Linked DNA regions of Mus musculus: regions 1, 2 and 3 are each linked to region 4. Evidence: chromatin contacts called from public HiCAR-type, HiChIP or PLAC-seq and Micro-C data. All regions are on one chromosome and are shown on one strand. The core of a region is the stretch at or near the end of the contact, and the rest is flanking DNA. Distances in the headings are between cores, read along the strand shown. Region 1 holds the start of Ptp4a2 (protein tyrosine phosphatase 4a2). Region 2 overlaps 1700086P04Rik (a long non-coding RNA gene). Region 3 overlaps S100pbp (S100P binding protein). Region 4 holds the start of Bsdc1 (BSD domain containing 1).

Region 1 (2,700 bases), core at 145-2,644, 360 kb before region 4:
TCATCTCAAATCCCCAACTCAGCCTACTTATATACCTATACCTTTAACACTTGGGAGAGACTTGAGGCAGGAAGATCAGAGTTCAAAGCCAACCTGTTATGAAGCATTTGAGATGATACCAAATCAAGAACCTATTTGGAACTTCTAAAAGTCCAATAAAACAAATGAAACAAAAGAACTTCTTCTGCATCCCCCATAGAAAAAGTCCATTAACAATTCTTTCCGATCATCCGATCCAAAACTAAGAGTGTCAGGATCAAAAAACGAAGCTCTGATAATGTGAGTTCTTCTATAGTCTTAGTTTCCTCTTGCACACTAACAAGGCTCAACTTCTCTCACTTCCTGTCTGAAACAGCTCAGTAACACAGAGCGGGGAAGCAAGTAAATACCATATACTAATCCAGCAATAGCGACTCCAAACTGAAACATTTGCTGAATGCCTACAATGACGCTAGATTAGTCACTTTATACTTCGTGACAAATCCAAGGGCAGAAACTAAACTATGGCACTTTATCGATATTTATGACCGTTTCTTAGGCGCTTTTCTGCAGAAGGATACGAGAGAGTCACAGATAAAAGATACCGCGGCTTACCTCATTAAATAGCCTTGACCTCAACACTGAGCATTTGCCAAAAAAAAAAAAGTTTACGCTTCCGAATACTTTACCGGCTAAAACTCAGACTCCGGGACAAGAGTCAAGCTTGGATGGTTAGCGCTGGGAAATGGGGGTGGGGAGGATGGCAAAGACATCTCTGGAAATTCATAAATTTACAATACATTTTTACGAAAAGGGGAAAGAACGCCAGAGATCAGCGTCACGGGAGACTCAGACCCTTTTCTCTTACTTGACTGCAACTCAGGGATCCCACGCTTGAGTGAATTAAGTCCCTGGACGCGAAGGGTTCCCTATCAACACAAAGACCAAGGGGCCTCCAGGATGCCTGTGCTCACGCGCCGGACAAACGCAGGCGCACCCCTGCACACCACCTAGTCCGCCACGCTCCTCCTCGTCCCCACTCGCTCTCACCACACCTTCGCCCCCACAAGGACACATGCTGCCCGCACACGCACCTTCTCCCGCATTCTTCTACGCTCTCTCGCTCTCTCGCTCGCTCACCCCACCTCGAGCCGCGCTCCCCGCCCCTGGCCCGGCCCGGCCCTCCTTCCGGGGACGTGTCTCGGGCCTGCTCTAATGGCAGCGGCGCCTCCCGCCCTCCCCTGCCCGAGGCCCGGGCGCCGCGCGGGGCCGCCCGGGAGGGGCGCACTCACGCTGGCAAGCTGGGGACTGGGCATTGAAGGCCGGCGGAGGCGGGAGCGAGGAGGCGCCTCTCTCCTCAGTCACCTCGGCGGCGGCGGCGGCGGCGGGAGCGGCGGCGGCGGCGGCGACGACTCCCCCCCAGCCTCGGCGCGCGACACCCGGCCCGGCCCGGCGGCGGCGGCGGCGGCGCGTGTCCACGAGTCCGTCTTGCTGCTGCTACTGTTGCTGCCGCGACCGCCGCTGTGTTCCCCCCCCGCTGCCGCCGCTGCCCCCGCTACCGCCGCTGCCCGCTGGCGTCGCCTCGCGCCGTGCCCGGCCGCTGCTGCCGCTCCAGCCGCTCCCGGACGAACGACGGTTACAGCCCGGCCGATCGCGCCGCCGCCACCACCGCTGCGCGCGCAGCCGGACCAGCTCCCGCCGCCGCCCCTCAGGGGGCGCTGCGGGGCGCGGCGCGCGCGGCGCAGCCACGCCCTCGGAACCGATGATTGGCTGCCGGCGGCTCGCGGCGGTTGGCCCCACCCACTCTGCCTACAGAGCTTTGACCCACTGCCCTGGGCGCCTCCCGCGCTCCGCCTCCGCGTGGCTTGCTGCGCTCGGCACTGGGGGCGACGGAAGGCGTATACATGTGACCGGCGCGGGGTGGGGGTAGCGGGGTGACGAACGTGGCTGAGGGAAGCGCCCGCCCACTCTGCGACTCGCCCATCCGCACCTGGGTCTAAGTTAGCGCCTCTGGCCACCCAGTGACCCGCAAGGTCGCGGGCGGATTCCGGATCCCGGGAGGCGCCTCGAGCCAGATCCCGCTGGGTCTGGGACTGGGACTGGGCGGCAACCGGGGCCTGAGCTCGGGGATTTCCAGCTCAGAAGTGGGGAACCGAGTACCTTATACTTGGCTGTCCTTCCTGGAGGCCTCGAACATCTCTGCGAAGTCTCTCTGCCCTGCTCCCCAGACCTCTATCGGGCAAGCAACACACAGACTCTTTAGATACGGAAATGCAGAATTAAGGAAAAAGTTTTTTCCTAGGTATTCTCAACTATTAAGCGGAATACTGTCTTCACAGCACAGATACTCTTCAATACTTAAATAAAGTATGAAGAATGGGCGTGATTAAAAAAAAAAGTCTGGCGGTGGTGGCCTATGCCTTTAAACCCAGTTCAAGGCCAGCCTGGTCTACAGAAAGAAAGCACCTCTAGAATTGGAACTGGGAATAGAACTCTGGGAAAAGCTTGCCTTGCATGTGAGGCCCTAAATTCAACTCTTGGGAGCCTCAAAAAAAAAAAAAAGTTTGAGTTGGATTTTAACAGTTTTGAAGATTATCTTAGAGATTCTCTAATGGAAGGAGGTTTTTTGTGTTGTGTTGTTTTGTTTTGTTTTTGTTTGCCTTTTGCTTTTGAAACCTGGCCAGAAGTTATAAGCCAGTTCATGCATCTTGATTTCTTGTT
Region 2 (2,700 bases), core at 153-2,652, 410 kb after region 4:
ATGGAGATCCCCACATCAATAGCTCTCCTAAATATATTTCCTTGCCATATTTCAAGATGGTTATTCTGAGAAACGGCCCACAAAAATATGTGCTGAAGACGTTGTTTCCATCAATCTGCATCAGCAGGAAAAAAAAAAAAAAAAAAAAAAACAGCAGGCACAGGCAGAAACTCTCTTGAAGAGTCTCTCCATCTGCCCAGGAAAGAACCTTAGACAGGAACGTCTGGGAGCACCCTTCCCACTACCCCAGGCAGAGGTGACCACAGGTGGCTGCTTTTCGAAGGGCAGGCTCTGATCGATCCCAAGGCAGCTTCATGCTGAACTTGTTTGGCTTAGGTCTTCACCTCCCTTCATCCAGGAAAGCCTCATACCCTAGTCCTTTGTGTAACACAAAATGTTTAATAAATGTCAACCAACTGACCTTTCCCTTATGACTTACACTTCTTGGCTCTTTTTGCTTGTATACGGTGTGTGTGTGTGTGTCTGAGAACTGAACCCAGGTACTAACCAACAACAGATTTTGCTTGCTTTTTCCTCTCATTGAGTGCCGGTGGAGGTCTGAGCAAGAGTCAGTTCTCTCCTTCCATTATGCGGTCTGGAGAGCCCGACTCAGGTTGTCCCCTTGACAGTGGATGCCTTTATCAGCTGAGCCATCTCGCCGCTTTGCTCTACCTACTGTTGGTTCATTGTTACATCTCCAGAGAGAGGAGAAAATATAAAGCCTCCTACACCCGCAGTGTGCTGCTGTTACAAGGATAGATAAAACACACGCCCCTCCCCCCTTCGTGGAACTTACATTCCAAGCAGAAGCCCGGTTAGCAACAGCCACACAAATAACCGTAATTACAAGTCAGAATGAACGCAAAGGAGGGAAGCTAGTGACTTAAATATTTAATGCGTTGAATAAAAACGAGAGTTAAATATTTCGTAATAAATGTAACAGGCTTTTTAATCATACAGATTTCACCCGAGCAGCAGTGGCGCTAGCTCTCCGGTTTCTGCCCAAGACGCAAGAGCAGACATGGAAGATGAGGGTCGATCTGGTTGCGTGGGGCTTGAGGGGGGCAGACCTCTTTGGAATTCTGCTCCCTCTCTAGTCTGAGTCAAATCGAAAAATTCTAAGTCAAGGGACGCTCCAGCTAGCTCAGATAAAGCCTCCAGGCAGCTCTTTAGAGCCACCGGCAGGTGGGAAGAGCAGAAGCTGGGAAGGAAAGAGGAAGCGATGTGTTTCCACACTGGTAGACTGCGGGGGCAGAGCACTTTGGGACCCGACCACGGCATTACATCCCTAGAGAGAGCACGACTCCCACCCTTCCCAGACACGCAGTGCGGGTGCGCCCCGCGGGTCCACAAGGGGAGGGGTCCACAGGTTTCCCCGGCTCCCTAGCAGCCGACACCCGCCAATCCCGCAACGCCTGGTGGCGGTGCCACGTGACTAGCTTCCCCTCGCCTCCCTCCAGGGCCTTCCAGGGAAGACCGGTATCCCCGCCATCCCCCGCCCTCCCGCTCCCGCCCCTCGCGTGCCGCAGTCGCGTGGGTGGGCGCTCCCGCCAGGCTGGGATTCCTCCGCAGTCCGCTGCATCGAAGAGGGAGGGAGGAGGGGAGAAGAGGGGGGAAGAGAGAAGGGAGGGAGGAGAGGGAAACCAGGGAATTGTAGCCGCAGCGCTCGCGGTGTTTTCCGCTAAGGTCAAGGATACCCCATTCTTTGGAGGGGATGCCTCAAAACCCTTTCTTTGCAGTCCCCCCCCCCGTCACTCCCACTGCTTCTGGCACCGGCGGGTGGGTAGGCTGCAGCATCCGTCGTTCTCTCGGACAACTACACCAGCTTCTCTGTGGGAGGGAGTGTGGGGCTTTTCTCGCTCGCGGAGATTCGCGGGCCCCGTTTCTAATATATAAAGCTTTTAGTTTAAACCCCAATAGGGACAATGGATGTATTTCGGTGGTAGAGGCCCTGGGTTTAACACCTAGGGCTGCAAAAATAAGATAAAATCGGGTAAGAATAAACACCTTGCTGGCCCGAATGCCCCCTCCGGCTCTACTAGCCCTTTCTACTGGAGATTCCAGTCTTCTGGATTGTCTCGCCTTTCCAGGAACAGCCATTATTTGAATACTGTCGACCGTGAGGCTGGGAAATTTCAGACCCAAATTTATAATAATAATAACAGCGGAAGGTGGGAACGGACCATAAAATGCCTTTTAGAAAAGGCCACACTTTCGAAAGCCTGCAGGATTGGAAGAGGAAAGATAAATATGGCCGTAGGCAGAAGCTACAAAAGTAAAAAAAAAAAAAAAAAAGTGTGACCTCTGCAGGCAGACATGCCCCTGGGCAAGAAATGTGGGTTCTGTAATACCATATTTTCTGAGGGGGGAAAAAGAGGCTACAGTTCCATGATTTTATTTGTACTCTTTCAGTGTGAACGTTTTTTGTTTGTTTGTTTTTTAATACTTTTGCGGATGAGATGCAATTACCCACAGACCCTCAGGACATGACCTCCACTTTGGGGAAGAGACTAATTCGCATTAGTAGAATACATAGAACTGTCTAAGGTGAGGGTGTGGCCTTGAACTTCCGAGAGGCAGACTAGGTGGAGTCCCGGAGAGGAGGGTGTGGCCTTTGATTTGTTCCACAGATGGCTTTAGATATTCTGAGGAAGAGTTGGCATCAAGAGGAGGCGAAGCTCAGATAATCTGCCAGCACCC
Region 3 (2,700 bases), core at 79-2,578, 300 kb after region 4:
CAAGGCTGGCCTAACTGCATCTCTAATGCAGATATCCATCCTCCTGAGTGTTGGAAATAAAGGCATGTGTCACACAGCCTCTAAGAATTAGCTTTTTGCAGAGTGTGGTGGCAGACACCTTTGATTCCAGGACCCGGGAGGTAGAAGCAGGCAGAGGGAGGTCGATTTCTGAGTTTGAGGCCAGCTTGATGTACCAAATGAGTTTCAGCGCTATACAGAGGAGCTGTCTCAGGGGGGAAAAAAAAAACAAAACAAAAAACCTACAGGAGAACCAAAAGAAACACCATTTCTTGTTGAATGGACAGAAACAAAATTGTTGCACCCTCTTTACCCAGTGCTGTATTAAGGTACAGCCTGAATGTGTAAGACATACTATAATAAGATTCTTGCTTTCAAGGATACTCAACTCTGGTAATATTACATTGTTGAAACTCTGTGACCTTAGACAAATTCCTTAACAATTCTGGACCTTGATTTTTTTTTTTTAATACTTTGTATAATATTGCCCAGGCAAGCCTAACACATCTGAGTTCAAGGGATTCCTCTACATTAGCTTCCTCAGTAGCTTCTAGCTGGGCATTGTAGTATCTTATTTAAAAAAAAAATGGTAGGAGCACCTTTCAGATTCTTGAGTCTTTTATAGCTCTGTCTATCCTGAAACTCACAGACCTCTGCCTCCCACGTGCGTGTGTCAGCACACCTGCCTTGGCAATATATTTTTCTGATTATTTTTTTGTTTGTTTGTTTTTCGAGACAGGGTTTTCTCTGTGTAGCCCTGGCTGTCCTGGAACTCACTCTGTAGACCAGGCTGGCCTCAAACTCAGAAATCCGCCTGCCTCTGCCTCCCAAGTGCTGGGATTAAAGGCGTGCGCCACCACCACCCAGCTCTTTTCTGAATGTTTAAATTATTATTTATTTATTGTGTTTATGTGTATATGTGCTGTGTGCATATATATGCCCAATATCACACTGAAATAGGCAAGCCCAAGACTAGTCCAAACCTCCATGACTCTGGGTGGACGAGGTTTTGGCACTGAGTATTCTCTCTCCCTCCCCCTCCTCCCTTCATCTCCCTCCCCTCCCCTCCCCTCCCCTCCCCTCCCCCTCTTCTCCTCTCTTCCTCTCCTCTCTCTTGTTTTTTCGAGACAGGGTTTCATTGTGTAGTCCTGGTTGTCCTAATACTCACTCTGTATACCTGGGTGGCTTGAAACTCAGAGATCTGCCTGCTTCTGCCTCTGAAGTGCTGGATGCAGGCTTTTAATGGCCTCTCTATACAAAGGCCAGCAAAAACAAAGGCATCACCTGCAGAGAGGATACATTGATGGAATTCTCTGCACAGCTCCAGAGATTGACCTAAATAGGCAGCGGCATGAAAAACTAACACACACACACAGGCACAGAAAAAGCCAAGGTCAGGTGGATTGGACTCCCAGCTGAGAAACAGCCGCACCTTGGAAGCTCAGCATGTTTATTATATACAGTGAAGGAGGAGGCCAGGTTATTGGATACAACTGAGCCAGGAAGAGATCTCAGTAGGGAAGTAATCTTCAGGCCATAAACATCAGGGAGATGGAGCTACAGTGGCCATTTTCCGCACAGACTGTCAACATTGGCACTTGGACAAGAGGAAAGCTTTGCCATCCCTCTGAGTCTCACTCACCCCAGGAAGAATTTTGCCAGTCTATGGTTCTGAGGCCTTGGCTCTTGACATGACTGTGACAAGTCACCAGAACACTTTCACTGAGGACTTGCTCCCTACAACGGAGTACTTGAAGAACCCCAAAAAGTTTATCTTTAAAGCAAAATGATTTATTCTGTCCCTAAGAAGATAGATCAGGTGTAGTGGCTCATGCCTACAGTTCTCACTTGGGGGAGGGAAGTAAGATAGTTCTAAGCCTGGGCTACAATAAGACCCTGCCTCAATAAATGAAAGAAAGTAATAATTTATATTTAAAAAGAAATGCTTAGGCTGGGCATGATGATGGATGCCCTTAATTCCTGTACTTAGGAGTCAGAAGATGGCAGAGTTCAAGGCCAGACTGGTCTATGTAATGTGTTCCGTGCCAGCCAGGGCTACATGATGAAACTCTGTCTCAAACAAGCAGTTATTAGTAATAGCCACTGCCTTATTAATGAGACAAGTATCTCATGGTGTGTCTGTTTATGTCTGTATGTCCCAGAGGACAACTTCAGGTTTCATTCTTCAGGAGGCATCCACCTTAGTTTTTTGTTTGAAGGTTTCTCATTGGCCTGGAGCTTGTAAATTAAGATAGGCCAGTGAACCCTAGCGATCTGCCTGCGTCTTACCTCCTTGGCACTGGGATTATTAGTGGTTATGACTACCTGGCTTTTTTTTTTTAACAAAATAGTTGTATTTAGCAGTCCTGTTTGTGTGTGTGTGTGTGTGTGTGTGTGTGTGTGTGTGTGTTTTGTGTGTGTGTGTGAGAGAGAGGGGTGTGTGGGGAGGCAATACATGCGTGAGAATAAGAGGACAGCTTGGCTAGAGTGGGTTCTGTCCTCTGTTTTATGAGGACTAAACTTAGGTTGGCAGGGATGGTGGCAACTGCCTTGACCTGCTGAGCCATCTTGCCAACCCATTTTGTAAAAATTTTGTTCTGTTATAATACAAGTGTCAGAATGTCACAGGAAGTAGGCAGTCTGTGACTTGATTAGCATTGTATACCTATTCTGATGGTCATG
Region 4 (2,700 bases), core at 131-2,630:
AGACCCTGTCTCAAAATAAAACAAACCACGACCACCACCAATAACAACAAAATAACTTGTCCAAGTTCCCAGAAATGTAAGGAACTAAAGGGAGAGATTAAGTCTCTTCCTGAAAGCCTCGAAACACACGGGGAGTCCTCACAGGACAGGACACCTGCCGGATAGCACACTTTCTTTGCATGCTTGAGGTCTCATATTAATCCTTAGCGTAAAGTCCTGCCTCTCCATCATCAATAAAACTTCCAGCACAGGGAATTCTCAGATGTGCTGAGCTGTAGCTTGAGCGGAGGCTTCCCAGGAGAACCCGGAGCAAGGAGAAAATAAAAACAAAAACCAAAAAACCAAAAACCAAACAAACAAAAACCGTTCCTAAAGTACTGGGCTGACTTGAGATCAGAAGCCTCTCGGAGTCTGCCCTGAAGCACGACTCCCTTCACTTGCTTGAGGTAAACAGTAATTAGTTACCCCACGACTTAGTTGGGCTGCCTGTAAATAAAGGAATGTGGGATAAAACAGGAACACCAACTGGCATTGCCTAGGACAAGGACAAGCATTAGTCACAATCACAGCCACTTCCCCAGGTCTCCACTCTCTGGCCCCCCCTCATCCCTTTGTAAACCAGTCACATAGGCACCATCAGGTACCAGCGCATATGGCAATCCTCATCTCTACCCGGATTCTTGGCTACACCTTCCTTGGCATGCTCATGACTCCCTAGTCTGGACAATTAGGGACTGCCCTTTCCCGGTATTCACAACAGTAACTAAGCAACTATTTTGCTTGACTGCCTCCACACCAGACTGAGCTTTGTGAGGCCCAAGACTATCTGTCTGGCTAAGGTCTATATCCTCCCAACCTGTCTGTGAGTAGTGACTGTCACATATTCTAATAAATATTGCTGTTTAAGAGTAAGATGTTGTTAGTGGTGGTGTTCTACCCTTTTCTCGTAAATGGCCTCACAGAAGCTCAAAAAAACCCAAGCAGGGGCTAGCTGGGGTTGGTTGCAAGGAGACGGCCGCGGTGCCCTGCCGAGGGAAGGGTGCTGGCCCGGCTTACCTTCTCTTTGACTGCCTGGTAGCTCTGCTGCAGCCAGCTCCGCCACCACCCCACGTCCTCCCTGTGGAAGACAGACACATCTGACGGCCCTGCCGGGCGACTCCAGCCCAGCCTCCGGCCGGAGATGAGGCTTTTCCGGCCGCTTCCCCATGCCCTCGCACCACGCCTCCGCTCTGCCCTTCCAGCTCAGTCCGCACCCGCACCGGCAGCCTGTCCCCAACAGGGACCCCTGGCCCAGTACCCCATCCCTCGAAAAGCCCAAGCCCCCAACGCCAGAAAGCGGAACGCCAAGCTCACCCTTCCGCCATCTTGCCAGCATGACATCACCACTATTTACCGACCTTTGACTTCCGACACGGCACCGCCCCCTCAGGCTCCGCCCCCATGAGCGTGCCCCAATCTTAACACAAGGACAACTCTCCGCCCAGTCCCCGCCCCCCTACATCAATGTGTCTGGCCTTTGTCCAATCCATGTCCCAAATGCGATTTGTCCCGCCTCTGAACTCTCGATCCAATGGTGTGTAAGATTGTCCTCGGGTCCCACCAACCAGCCGCTAGCTTTCCCGGTAGTCCCTGACTACAGTGGCCTCTCCGGGCCAATTTCGGCAGGCTCGTTAGACCGCCAATTAGAAGGCGAGGCGAGGAAAGGAGAGGCCGGGTTGGGACGTTGTGTTCTTAGAACCTGGAGTTAAGTTCCGCCCCCCTTTGTGAAGCCAGCCGCGTAGCAGCTCCTTGGTGTTCTGCTGCAGGCTAATTCAGCAAGCTCCGATTGCGGACCTCAGAGCCAGAGTAAGGCTATGGGGAGAATCCAGAGCTCTCCTCGGGATGACACCCAGGATCATTTGGAGAGGCAGATACATATTCACATTATTTCTTAAGCCCGATTTAAGAAAACGCTAGCTGAAAGTGTTCTGGAAAAATCCCACTGATAGGGGGGAATTGAGGTCTATTGTGTGGTGGAAGGGGGATTTACATAGATCCTGTGGCCCTACCTACTACTTCCTCAATCTACACAAACCCCTCCTTCACCTCCAGCAGGAGGTTGACTCCCCTCCTCGAAGGCTACACTGTAATCAAGGTCATCACTGCTACCTGATCCCATAGCCTCTTACCTGCCTGAGGAACAAGCTATATACTAATTCTCCCAGTGTTCCCCAAGGCCTCCCATCTAACTTTCAAAAAGATTGTTGCTGGTATTTCTCCTGTCTAAAAAACTAACAACTATTGGATGGATCACAGGGCTCCCAATGGAGGAGCTAGAGAAAGTACCCAAGGAGCTAAAGGGATCTGCAACCCTATAGGTGGAACAACATTATGAACTAACCAGTACCCCGGAGCTCTTGACTCTAGCTGCATATGTATCAAAAGATGGCCTAGTCTGCCATCACTGGAAAGAGAGGCCCATTGGACACGCAAACTGTATATGCCCCAGTACAGGGGAATGCCAGGGCCAAAAAAAAAATGGGAATGAGTGGGTAAGGAAGTGGGGGGGAGGGTATGGGGGACTTTTGGGATAGCGTTGGAAATGTAATTGAGGAAAATATGTAATAAAAATAAATAAATAAATAAATAAATAAATAAAAAAATAAAGTAGACCACCATAAGGCTGTTAAGGGAGAAAAAATGGAATGAGTAATTTCCAGT

Evidence for each region. A called contact is a pair of places that touch in the nucleus more often than the background predicts. HiCAR-type assays count read pairs that join an accessible place to other places. HiChIP or PLAC-seq counts read pairs in DNA pulled down with a chosen protein or histone mark.
Region 1: a contact with region 4 is called in a Micro-C map of embryonic stem cells, with 9 times the contacts expected there. The contact joins the promoter of Ptp4a2 here to the promoter of Bsdc1 in region 4. A contact is called at or near these places in 1 of 484 Hi-C or Micro-C datasets (embryonic stem cells) and 2 of 115 datasets of contacts at active chromatin or transcription factors (T-cell acute lymphoblastic leukemia and effector CD8 T cells).
Region 2: an H3K4me3 HiChIP or PLAC-seq map of embryonic stem cells shows a contact between it and region 4, with 3 times the contacts expected there. The contact joins the enhancer-like site here to the promoter of Bsdc1 in region 4. A contact is called at or near these places in 3 of 39 promoter capture datasets (embryonic stem cells, erythroid cells and neural stem cells), 1 of 484 Hi-C or Micro-C datasets (CD8 T cells) and 3 of 115 datasets of contacts at active chromatin or transcription factors (the SCID.adh cell line and embryonic stem cells).
Region 3: a contact with region 4 is called in a HiCAR-type map of embryonic stem cells, with 4 times the contacts expected there. The contact joins the enhancer-like site here to the promoter of Bsdc1 in region 4. A contact is called at or near these places in 9 of 39 promoter capture datasets (3T3-L1-derived adipocytes, the C10 cell line, HPC-7-derived erythroid cells and 6 more), 1 of 15 datasets of contacts at CTCF or cohesin (the NIH/3T3 cell line), 5 of 115 datasets of contacts at active chromatin or transcription factors (embryonic stem cells, memory CD8 T cells and trophoblast stem cells) and 3 of 9 other capture datasets (adipose tissue, liver and pancreatic islet).

The regions. Positions count from the first base shown.
Region 1 is chr4:129,819,173-129,821,872 of GRCm38.p6, reverse strand. Ptp4a2 (protein tyrosine phosphatase 4a2) reads right to left here and starts at 1,394. Exons shown (of 6, transcript NM_008974.4): 1 at 1,272-1,394.
Region 2 is chr4:129,047,818-129,050,517 of GRCm38.p6, reverse strand. 1700086P04Rik (a long non-coding RNA gene) reads left to right here. Exons shown (of 2, transcript XR_868180.3): 2 at 1-431. Among named protein-coding and RNA genes, the nearest start is that of Rnf19b, 9.0 kb to the left of the region's middle. Within about 2 kb of position 1,402, at least 212 of the 459 cell types and tissues checked have an H3K27ac peak or open chromatin away from gene starts, as enhancers often do. A contact at or near this core is called in CD8 T cells, embryonic stem cells and neural stem cells, where this site is marked.
Region 3 is chr4:129,160,634-129,163,333 of GRCm38.p6, reverse strand. All of the region lies in intron 5 of S100pbp (S100P binding protein), which reads left to right. Among named protein-coding and RNA genes, the nearest start is that of Fndc5, 25 kb to the right of the region's middle. Within about 2 kb of position 1,328, at least 13 of the 459 cell types and tissues checked have an H3K27ac peak or open chromatin away from gene starts, as enhancers often do. A contact at or near this core is called in embryonic stem cells, pancreatic islet and trophoblast stem cells, where this site is marked.
Region 4 is chr4:129,460,359-129,463,058 of GRCm38.p6, reverse strand. It overlaps Bsdc1 (BSD domain containing 1), which reads right to left and starts at 1,380. Exons shown (of 11, transcript NM_133889.2): 1 at 1,354-1,380; 2 at 1,057-1,117. The coding sequence starts at 1,364.